Linked DNA regions of Mus musculus: region 1 is linked to region 2. Evidence: chromatin contacts called from public Hi-C data. All regions are on one chromosome and are shown on one strand. Each heading gives the region's core, a stretch centred on a gene start, on an enhancer-like site or on the middle of the called end of the contact. The rest is flanking DNA. Distances are from core to core; before and after follow the strand shown. Region 1 has its middle 11 kb from the start of BC039771. Region 2 overlaps Slc24a3 (solute carrier family 24 (sodium/potassium/calcium exchanger), member 3).

Region 1 (5,637 bases), core at 1,057-3,556, 67 kb before region 2:
TCTGGGAAGTGGGGGAACAAGGCACTTACATCACAAAACAGTGTGGGGACCCCTCCAACACCCAGGGAATTAAGCAGGCTAAGTTCCTTCCATGGTCTAAGACACACCAAACCTAAGGGTGCTCCATGAAGGAAACTGCATTTACTTGATTTTTTCAGATTCAATATACTTTTCTGTAAAGTTGGGTGATGTGACTGCCCTTCCAGAGGTCCTGAATTCAATTCCCAGCAACCACATGGTGGCTCACAGCCATCTGTAATGGGATCTGATGCCCTCTTCTGTTGTGTCTGAAGAGAGCAATGGTGTACTCAAATACATAAAATAAATAAATAAACCTTAACAATAAAGGACTAGGTTTCACTATGTAGCCTTGCCTACCTGGAATTTCTATGTAGACCAGGCTGGCCTCAAACTCAGAGACCTGCCTACCTCTCCCTGCCTCTCTCCACTGCTCATTGGACTAAAAGGTGTATACTGGCAAGCCTGTTAAAAGTGTGTCTTCTTCATTTGAAGACTTCAGCTCTCCTGTCCAAGTGTTACAGTAGCTGTGACCAGGACTTGGTTGAGGCCCATTAGGAAACATCTACTTCTCTGGCCTGGGTGGAGATGTACCATTCCAAGGTGCTCAAAACACAGAAGTTGGTAACCCATAGAGGTAGGCTAATAATCACCCGGCCAAAAGACCACCCCTTGGGAAGGCCAGTTCACCTAAAGCCATTCTAAAGAGATAGGGGGAACAAGCAGCCCTTTAAGACAATCCGCGCCTCCCTCGAGGGTTCCCAACTCCTTTCGCAGTAGCACACACAGCCACGGGCTGGCAGCACCATCAGTTGGCTGCTCTTCTGAATTGCTCAGGAAAAGCAACCTTCTTCTTCCTGTCCCTTTTGATCTCTTCTCTAAGCAAGCTTTCCCAACTCTGTGGCCTCACTCTTTCTCTAGAGCGTTCCTCCTCTCCAGGAGGCTGCTGGTCCACCCTGTGGCTGACCCCAGACCTCATTCAGATAGCATGGCCTTTTCTCTTCCTCTTCTCTAGCTCCTTTGGGGGGCAGCTGCTGAGACAACAACCCAACAGGGTTTTTCTTTTAAACTTGAATGGAATTACCCTCTGTGAGGAGTGGGTGTGGCTGAGGCCCCAAGATGGCTCCTGGGACTGCTGCCAAGTCTTATGCCTGGCACCTGACTTCCTCATATTCCTCAAGATAACCACGTACCTTGAGCTGCATTGTGCAGATGCACCACGAAGTAAGATCGGATGATGTGAATATAGTCCTGAGCCAATGAACTGTGCCTACGTGGACTGGGGTGAGGGGGTGTGGACTGGAGGGGATAAAGGGGGATGGCCGAGAGAGGTCGGGGGATTCTTTTTCCTACACATTTGTGAAGTTCCTGAATAAACTGCCTTGAGAAGGACGTCGATTTCGTCGCTTCTTTTCTGATGGTCGGAGACGGTAGCGACAACCCTCAAATTTCCTTTTGAGTCTATTCCTAGATTCTTTTATAAACAAGACTAAGAACCTGAAAGGGAGACATCTATTTCCCCAGTTAGCATGTGTTGACTCCCGTGGGTCTCCCTCCAATTTCCCATACAGGAAACCAAGCAAATAAAGAGATATTCAGATAGCCCCCAAAGGCATGCTCTTTGCCCCTTTGCAAACGCAGCTTCTCTAACAGTATTGCCTCTCTAGGATTTTCTATAAATGTGGAAAGAAATCATACCCCAGTTAGACCACGTAATTAACTGGTCATATGTTCTGAGATTCTCAAAATTCAAGTAAATCAGATTAGCTCCAGGAGTGCAAATTTTGATTATAAAGAATCCAAAAATAAAGTTGGGAATGTCAAAAGGAAAGAACTTGAACATTCTGTTTGGTTATTCATGTAACCTTTGAATGAATGAATGAATGAATGAATGAATGAATGAATGAATGAATGAAAATACCAGAATATTAAAGGTTTCATGTGAACATGAAGTCTTCTATTTATTCTATTTTCTCAACCAGAAACTAATATAGAGTTTGAGAAAGAGTAACGGTGCCCATTCTGCTCTGAGGAAAGAGGGCTAGTTAACTTGAAGGTACAGCTTTAAATACTATTTCATAGAACCTGAAGTGGTGAGGTCACACTTAATCAATAAACTTTAAAGGCCTGTTAAATCCCCTGATGAGGTTTAAGTAACTGGAGTATGTAGTTTTAAAATCTCTGGTGCTGGGTTGGGTAGAAATTGTGTGCAGAATACAGAGACCTCCCTGTTCTTCTAAAAGCAAGACTTTAGGCTAGCCTCTGCCACCATGCCATCATTGCTCCTCTGACTCAGATTCCAGGCTTTCATTTCAGGGGCCAACAGAGGAAGTGGCCGGAAGCAGAGGCCCGGTGGGATGAGGAGTAAAAGGGATTCCTGGGGCAGAAATGGGATCTCCAGAACTCCCCCTCCCCCAAGCCCTCCCACTGAGCTGAGGCCCCTTAAACAACAATCCATCTTCCACCCACTGAGAAAGGAGGCCAAGGCCAGGCTAAAATCCTTGCCTTCTCTGATAGACAAACTTCTCAATCCACTTCAAGCATTTCCTCATACAGGGAGTACATTCCCAGACGGCCAGATAATTCCTGAAACTGGTTACAGACAACACCAAAGCGTCTGGAGTTTTCCTGCACATGAAGGGGTTAAGTACTGACCCCTCAAAGTTGGCCAAATGGGTACATTGATTATTTGAAGCTAAAATAATCGTCAAGGAGCTGTGACCTCAGAAACAGCCATCTGGCCTGTCCTTTCCTATGTACAGCAAACCATAAAAAGGGTCTTTGGGGAGCCATGTTCTTCCTCATGCCAAGGCAGAGAGGCAGCCTTGATCACCATAGGCCTGTAGCTAGGGATGGATGGAATGAACCTATGTAAACACACCCTGAGCTAACTCTGATTTTCTACACCCTCTCACTTCTGTCTCACTAGCTTTAGAACTAGCAGTCTGATCCAGATAGACACCCACCCCTCCACTCATTCCTTTACAAATTAAATGCCCATTACTTTGGACTTTATTCTCTTCTCAAGGGCCCTGTATGCACTTAGAATTAAGAAAGGCCACATGCTTTTCTCTTGTAAAATAGTCTTGAAGTAATTTGGTTCCCAAACCTAGTTCAAAGGCCCACATAAGAACTAGGGTCAGCTAGGACAACTCTTACATCCCCTTTTTATAATAAAAGTTATAGGCACAGAGAGAGGCTACCAATAATGACTGATGGTAATACAGAACACTATGATGATATACTAAGGCCACAGTTAGTCCAATGACCAAGAGGCTCTTAGGGTACTAAGTGGTAGATATTGAACACAGCACAGATACATGAGACAAAAGGGTGATACATGTGCTCAGTAGGACAGAACAGGGCACATGACATTTCAGAAGTATGTGCAAGTAAAAACTTATGAACAGTTTCTGGAATTTTCCATATGGCATTCTTAGATTGTAGGTAACTACAATCATGCAAAGTACAATCATATACAAGAGGAAACTCCTACAGCTGTAAAGACGTGGGCAGTAGATGTTAGGGCAAATGCCTGGGGCTGAGAATGTTGTGAAGACACCATAAACACAGCAAAACTGTTAGTGTTTCTATTTCAGAGAGAAACCATAGAATTGAATTTCCTGGGTATTTTCCTAAAGTTTCACTTGGTGTAGAGCTTGAAGATCAGGCAGCCCTTGGGAGATGAGGCTGAGGACCAATTGAGGACCAGGGATGGAGATACTCCTTCCATGTTCTTCTAGTAACACCCTGGCCTAGCACTTAGGTATGTAAGCTCTGCCAATGGGTAGAGCTAGGATGGTCCATACCCTGTTCTACCTCTGGTGAACATGACAGGTTACCTAGTCTCCAGACCTCTGTTTTCACAGTGTGGAATGGGTATAAGAGCATTCATCTTAAAAGAGAAGTATTTTAAAAAGATAGTGTATAGGTGATGCCCCACTTAGGACTGACCCCACCAAAACACACACACACACACACACACACACACACACACACACACACACACACACATCATTGTGGTTCTTATGACAAGCAATTGTGATCTTGCTTCTGCACACTACCGATAGTATTTTATTTTGCAATCAATCAATCAATCAGTCAATCAATCAATATCCAGTTATGTCCTCTGTTACAAATTAGAAGGCAGGCTTATCTCTGCCAGGCTCAGAAACCTTTCCTGTTATAGACAACCAGATGCTTATGTTCCAAAAATAACAACTTCAAAATAGGTTTGTTGTGGGCTGCAGACTGACCAGAGACAGCTTAATGGTTAAGAACACTTGCTGCTCTTGCAGAAGGTCCAGATTCAATTCCCAGAACTCAAATGGCAGCTCACAACCTTCTGTAGCTCCAGTTCCAAGGGATCCAGTGCCCGATTCCCACCTCCAAAGAGTACCATATGGCCAAAACACTCGTGTGTATAAAATAAACAAAATCTAAAGAAAGTAATAAACAAATCAAGATATAGGAGATTAAATAAAAAAGAAAAGAAAAGGTAGGCTCTGTGCAGGAAAAGTAGTTAGTCAAAGGGAATGAACCAGCAGCAAGCCTTTAACTGCAATGTGTCCGAGGACTTTGGATGCCATACTGAGAAAAATAAAGTTCTACGTTCACTGCCATGCTCCTAGCCCCAGGACAGCATCAGCATCACCCTGCCCTGGCTTTCTACGGAAACTGCTAACTATACATTACAGCCCAAAGCTCCTATTTAAGCTCCAGATCTTTCTACATAGCCTACTTGATATCCGACCTTAGGTTGGCTCTTCTATGGCCATCAAACCTAACATATACAAAATAGAAGTCTTTACTGACACATCATTCTTTCCCAGATTTGCCAACACGGCACCTTCATTGATACAGGAGGTATCCAGCATCACTCAGTCCTCGCTTTCACACACTCCTCACATCAAATTTACCACAGCTCTGATGAACTATTCTCCAAATCTTATCTCTGTTTCTCCGCCACAATATGGCATCCTTTTGATCTTAGCCTTCTCCCATTTGTTACTGAGACCATTCCCACTCCCCTGAAATCCTGTCTGCAATCAGCAGGCAGGGAGATCTTTGCAAAACTACTTCCTGCTATAACATCACCTAAGGGCTTGTTGTGGGGCAGTAGGTGTGAAAACTCAGGGCACACTTCACGATTCAACATAGCCGACCCAACCTTGTTGGTACGCAACAGCAATTGATGGTTAGGCAACTGGGTATCACTCCCTTCTGCCCCTTTTCTAGACTATGAACTATTTTGTAGGTATTTCTGATTCCTTCTCTCAGCACTGAGAAAGGAAAATCGTGACTTTTCTTGATGGGAAAAGTTTCCTCTTTTGCTCTTGATTTTTTCCCCACTTCTCTAGTAGCACAAAAGAGCATGTTTTCACAGACTACTCAAAGAACAAGAAAATACGCCCAGTCCACGGTTTTATCTGACTGTTTCTGGAAGCACACATCAGGGCTGTGTTGAATTGGACACCTTATACAATTCCATAACCCTGTTCTCTCAAGCAACCCCAAAGCTCTCTCCTGGGGCCTAGCAAACACAGAAGTGGATGATCACAGTCAGCTATTGGATGGGTCACACGGTCCCCAATGGAGGAGCTAGAGAAATTACCCAAG
Region 2 (5,854 bases), core at 2,565-5,064:
AATTTCAGCAGTTCTGCCGTCAGATGGACGTAACCCACCTGACTGGACTTCCATACAACCCTCAAGGACAGGGTATTGTTGAGCGTGCGCATCGCACCCTCAAAGCCTATCTTATAAAACAGAAGAGGGGAACTTTTGAGGAGACTGTACCCCGAGCACCAAGAGTGTCGGTGTCTTTGGCACTCTTTACACTCAATTTTTTAAATATTGATGCTCATGGCCATACTGCGGCTGAACGTCATTGTTCAGAGCCAGATAGGCCCAATGAGATGGTTAAATGGAAAAATGTTCTTGATAATAAATGGTATGGCCCGGATCCTATTTTGATAAGATCCAGGGGAGCTATCTGTGTTTTCCCACAGAATGAAAACAACCCATTTTGGATACCAGAAAGACTCACCCGAAAAATCCAGACTGACCAAGGGAATACTAATGTCCCTCGTCTTGGTGATGTCCAGGGCGTCAATAATAAAGAGAGAGCAGCGTTGGGGGATAATGTCGACATTTCCACTCCCAATGACGGTGATGTATAATGCTCAAGTATTCTCCTGCTTTTTACCACTAACTGGGAACTGGGTTTAGCCTTAATTCAGACAGCCTTGGCTCTGTCTGGACAGGTCCAGACGACTGACACCATTAACACTTTGTCAGCCTCAGTGACTACAGTCATAGATGAACAGGCCTCAGCTAATGTCAAGATACAGAGAGGTCTCATGCTGGTTAATCAACTCATAGATCTTGTCCAGATACAACTAGATGTATTATGACAAATAACTCAGCTGGGATGTGAACAAAAGTTTCCGGGATTGTGTGTTATTTCCATTCAGTATGTTAAATTTACTAGGGCAGCTAAATTGTCAAAAAGTCTTTTTCAGTATATGTTACAGAATTGGATGGCTGAATTTGAACAGATCCTTCGGGAATTGAGACTTCAGGTCAACTCCACGCGCTTGGACCTGTCGCTGACCAAAGGATTACCCAATTGGATCTCCTCAGCATTTTCTTTCTTTAAAAAATGGGTGGGATTAATATTATTTGGAGATACACTTTGCTGTGGATTAGTGTTGCTTCTTTGATTGGTCTGTAAGCTTAAGGCCCAAACTAGGAGAGACAAGGTGGTTATTGCCCAGGCGCTTGCAGGACTAGAACATGGAGCTCCCCCTGATATATGATATATCTATGCTTAGGCAATAGGTCGCTGGCCACTCAGCTCTTATATCCCACGAGGCTAGTCTCATTGCACGGGATAGAGTGAGTGTGCTTCAGCAGCCCGAGAGAGTTGCAAGGCTAAGCACTGCAATGGAAAGGCTCTGCGGCATATATGAGCCTATTCTAGGGAGACATGTCATCTTTCATGAAGGTTCAGTGTCCTAGTTCCCTTCCCCCAGGCAAAACGACACGGGAGCAGGTCAGGGTTGCTCTGGGTAAAAGCTTGTGAGCCTAAGAGCTAATCCTGTACATGGCTCCTTTACCTACACACTGGGGATTTGACCTCTATCTCCACTCTCATTAATATGGGTGGCCTATTTGCTCTTATTAAAAGAAAAAGGGGGAGATGTTGGGAGCCGCCCCCACATTCGCCGTTACAAGATGGCGCTGACATCCTGTGTTCTATGTGGTAAACAAATAATCTGCGCATGTGCCAAGGGTATCTTATGACTACTTGTGCTCTGCCTTCCCCGTGACGTCAACTCGGCCGATGGGCTGCAGCCAATCAGGGAGTGACACGTCCGAGGCGAAGGAGAATGCTCCTTAAGAGGGACGGGGTTTCGTTCTCTCTCTCTCTTGCTTTTCTCTCTCTCTTGCTTTTCTCTCTCTCTTGCTTCTTGCTCTCTTGCTTCTTGCACTCTGTTCCTGAAGATGTAAGAATAAAGCTTTGCCGCAGAAGATTCTGGTCTGTGGTGTTCTTCCTGGCCGGTCGTGAGAACGCGTCTAATAACAATATACGACGCCACATTATGTTTAACTCCACTCTGTCTTCAGCAAAGATTCAAACTTAGGGATTCTCTCGCTTAGGTGATTCTATCACCACACCCCGCTAATCATCGCTACGGTGCTATGTGCATTTGCAATGATGTCTTTCCAGGGATGTGGGACATAACTACCCTGATCTTGGTTCTCTGGTCTGCAGAATGGGACCAGAACTGTACTTCCATTAGTGTGACACCTAGGCCCTCTCCCCAGCTCAGGTCACTGGTTTAGCACCTGTTTCCCTCATCCCACACTCCCACCACCTGGATTTCCTTCTCTTCTTGAACATGAGCTCCCTCAGTGCCTTTGTAGCAGTGGCCCCTCTTTCCCTAGTACAACCTCTCCTTCTCTAGATATCCAACACTTGTACAGCAGGATGCTGAGGACCGAAGGAGTGATGTCGTATCCTTGACATCTAAGCTGATACCTGCAGGACTATCCAGAAAACGTAAGAATAGAAGCCCCCAAGTGGGGGAGGTATCCCCACTGCTCTTCTCTTCTCTTCTTCTGCTTCTAGGCAACACAAAGGCCCATCTTAGTAGGACCAAATGCTGTACCATAATTTTGGTCAAGCATCACCGCACAGAGTACCTGTACAAGCACGTTCTCTGTGTTCCCCACATAATTAAAGTCCGCCCTTCTCAGATGCCTGTCTGCTTGTGAAGACAGTATTTCATTTGAGACAGAGCCTAAACTTGAAGCTGTTCCTCGAGGAATGGGCAGATGTAGTAGCTCTTCCTTAAAATGCAGGATCAATTCCATGAACACAAATGATTGTCCACAGCCAGGATGTGGCAAAGCTCTCAGGAGCAATCCCACACAGAGGGACTGCTTGCCAATTCAGCCAAGGAGATAACACTGTTCTCTATTTAAACAAGGAAAACTTCCGGCATATGTAAAGTGCTGAGGTCGTGTAGGAGACACTAAACCCAGGCTCCAGCATGGCCAGTGCTGTACGAAAAGGAGGGAAGACATTGTGTATGGCATGAGGCTGAGTGGGCAGCATATCTACGCTGACAGAGTGTTTTGCCCATGGGGATACTTGGATACAATTTGAGGATTTTGTTCATGAGAATCCCTTTCTCATTAAAAGTCTTCTTAAACTGAAAGCAAATTATTCGAGGGAAATTAAAGGTAGCACATTAGGCTTGGGCCTAGGAGCTAAACCTGGCTTGGTGATGACTCTCCTACTCAGCTTACAGTTTTCCTGACTTCTTTCCTTCTCCCGTCTACCTTCTTGTTCCGACTCCAGATGAAGGCTTTGCCAATCACGAATGCTATCACTGTTGTAGACGAGAGTTTCTAGAATACACACCTTAAAAACTGCTCAACCCTAGCTTCTAGATAGTTTTACATTGTCAATAGTATTGAAAAGATAAGTTTACCATACTTCTTTTGAACTTTTTTTTTTTTTTTTCGTTTTTCGAGACAGGGTTTTTCTGTACAGCCCTGGCTGTCCTGGAACTCACTTAATAGACCAGGCTGGCCTCAAACTCAGAAATCTGCCTGCCTCTGCCTCCCAAGTGCTGGGATTAAAGGCGTGCACCACCTTCCCAGCTCTTTTGAACTATTAAAGTTAAAAGCAAATCTCATTTTCAACAAGAAGTAACGGCACACCCAGATAACCTACACATAGAAGAGAATGAGTTTGAACCTCAGCCACTCTCCATAGACAAAATAAAATCTTGCTTTTCTCAAAGCACATGAACATGAGCTTTTAAGAGAGGTCTTTTGAAAGGCCCTTGGATGCTTGTATCGCTGCAAGTAAACAAAGGTTTTCCTTGCACTGGCTGCTGAGACAGCTGCTTCTGGATACAATGTAACAACATAATGCACCTTCTACATTCTGCCCTGTGTGCCTGCCTGCCTGGCGGCTGCTCAGAGATGCCTGGCTGGGCTGTGGTTTCTCCTCTACGTAAGAATGGAAGAGATCTTCACCTCAGGGCCAGTCATGGTTGTACAGTTTAACATAATGGCTAAAGTGAACCAATTATGTCATCTTTAGATGGAAAACCAGTGTTTGGGTCACAAGTTTTATTTTTATGATGTCACTGTCACTAGGTGTTGAAAACTGGAAAAAGTATGGCTTAATAGATATGAGAATGTCTCATTGTCCATTCTCTATACCGCTGGGGGAATGCCAGAAGGGGAGAGAGGGTGGGTGATGACTAGGGGTTATCTGTGGTACACTGCTTGCCTGACTGAGTTGCAGTTTCAGGCCTGATGTCCATGTTTGGCCAAGAAGACTTCAAGGTGGGTAGAAGGATCTGCTTTACTTCTGGGATGAACTAGAGGGTTTTTTTTTTTTTTTTTTTGATTTATTTACTTATTTTATGTATGTGAGTACACTGTCACTCTCTTCAGACACACCAGAAGAGGGCATCAGATCCCATCACAGATAGTTGTGAGATACCATGTAGTTGCTGGAAATTGAACTTAAGACCTCCGGAAGAATAGTCAGTGCTCTTAACCGCTGAGCCATCTTTCCAGCCAAACTAGAGCCATTTTAAAGATTCTATCTTCCATGACCACACCCTGTTATCCCAGAAACAAAACAAAACAAAACAAAACAAAATTTTGGCATTTTTCCCGTCTTATTGAATATTTGTTTATTTCTTTTGATGTTTTGTTTTCTTCTGAGGTGGGGGGCAGGGAGGGAATATGAGGGAGGTTTGGTGGGTATCTGGGAGAAAACGGTGGGGGGAGATGAAAACATGATCAAAATATTGCATAAAAGCAATTTTAATTAAAAAATTAAAAAGATAAACATAAACAACCCCCCAAACATAGAGAATACTATGGGTTGAATTCAAGTCGTGCTCCCCAAAAGTTTGTGTGCAAATGGGATAGTGCTAATGGGGATAGTGTGGACCCTTAAGGGGTGTGCCCATGGACTGTCCTTTGGTCACTGAAGGCATGCCCTTGAAGGGTGCTGCAAGCCAAAAGAAACCTTTTTTTCCTCTAAGTTAGTTGTCTCTGCTATTATAGTAATATCATATCATATTACAGTCATGCAAAGCTGATAAATACAATGGATTTGACAGACACTGAAAGGATTCTGTTTGCTGCTCCTATCTGTCCACTGAGTCAGTGGATAGGGTAGATATTAAATATTCAGGAATTGATATATTTTTTAAAGTTATGTGAAAATTTTTACATATTTCACTCTTTTACTTTTGAAGCTAAATTTAAGATCTTTTAAGTCTTATGCCTCTTATAAGTTTAGGTAAATGTATTAAAGGCCCTAAATATGTATATTACCTATGTGTAAATGTTTCTTATATATGTATGTACATTCATATATAGAGTAGTTTCATTTAACCAGTTTAATATAAAATGATTATTTAAAAAACCTTTAACATAAGCAGATATTTAAATGAGTCCTGCCTAGTGCACAGTAGGCAAACACCAAATCAACTGAGCTATACCCCATTGGTGCAAGCCTTTGATCCCAGCACTCAGGAGGCAGAGGCAGGCAGATCTCTCTGAGTTTGAGTCTAGCCTGGTCTAAAGAGCGAGTTCCAGGACAGCCCAAGGGCTATACAGAGAAAGCCTGTCTTGAAAAACCAAACCAAACCAAATCAAACCAAACCGTCCTCCCTGGAAAGATAAGAAACTGATTTTAAGAGTTATTTGGAGCACAATTTCTTTTCTTGTGGTTGCCTGGACTTCTAGTTCTTCAAAGAGGAGACCACGAGCAGTTGGGAGTCAGATAAAGGCCATTTTTGTTTTGTTTTGACTTCTTCCTAACGTTGACAAGAGGGAGAGGGAGAGTGAAAGAAACCAGAGCCAACAGGGATCATTGTGAATGCGCTGCAGTTTGTCCATGGAGCGGGGGCCCAGCTGGGCTAAGGCGTGTCGTTACTGCTTTTCTTGCCACGGA

Evidence for each region. Hi-C and Micro-C count contacts between places; a contact is called where the count stands out from the background.
Region 1: a contact with region 2 is called in a Hi-C map of Sertoli cells, with 2.0 times the contacts expected there. The contact joins two enhancer-like sites. A contact is called at or near these places in 4 of 484 Hi-C or Micro-C datasets (the HL-1 cell line, Sertoli cells, embryonic stem cells and 1 more) and 1 of 9 other capture datasets (pancreatic islet).

The regions. Positions count from the first base shown.
Region 1 is chr2:145,687,065-145,692,701 of GRCm38.p6, reverse strand. No RefSeq gene overlaps it. Among named protein-coding and RNA genes, the nearest start is that of BC039771, 11 kb to the left of the region's middle. Within about 2 kb of position 2,306, at least 18 of the 459 cell types and tissues checked have an H3K27ac peak or open chromatin away from gene starts, as enhancers often do. A contact at or near this core is called in Sertoli cells, where this site is marked.
Region 2 is chr2:145,621,326-145,627,179 of GRCm38.p6, reverse strand. The region is part of intron 15 of Slc24a3 (solute carrier family 24 (sodium/potassium/calcium exchanger), member 3); the gene reads right to left. Among named protein-coding and RNA genes, the nearest start is that of Gm52530, 33 kb to the right of the region's middle. Within about 2 kb of position 3,814, at least 6 of the 459 cell types and tissues checked have an H3K27ac peak or open chromatin away from gene starts, as enhancers often do. A contact at or near this core is called in Sertoli cells, where this site is marked.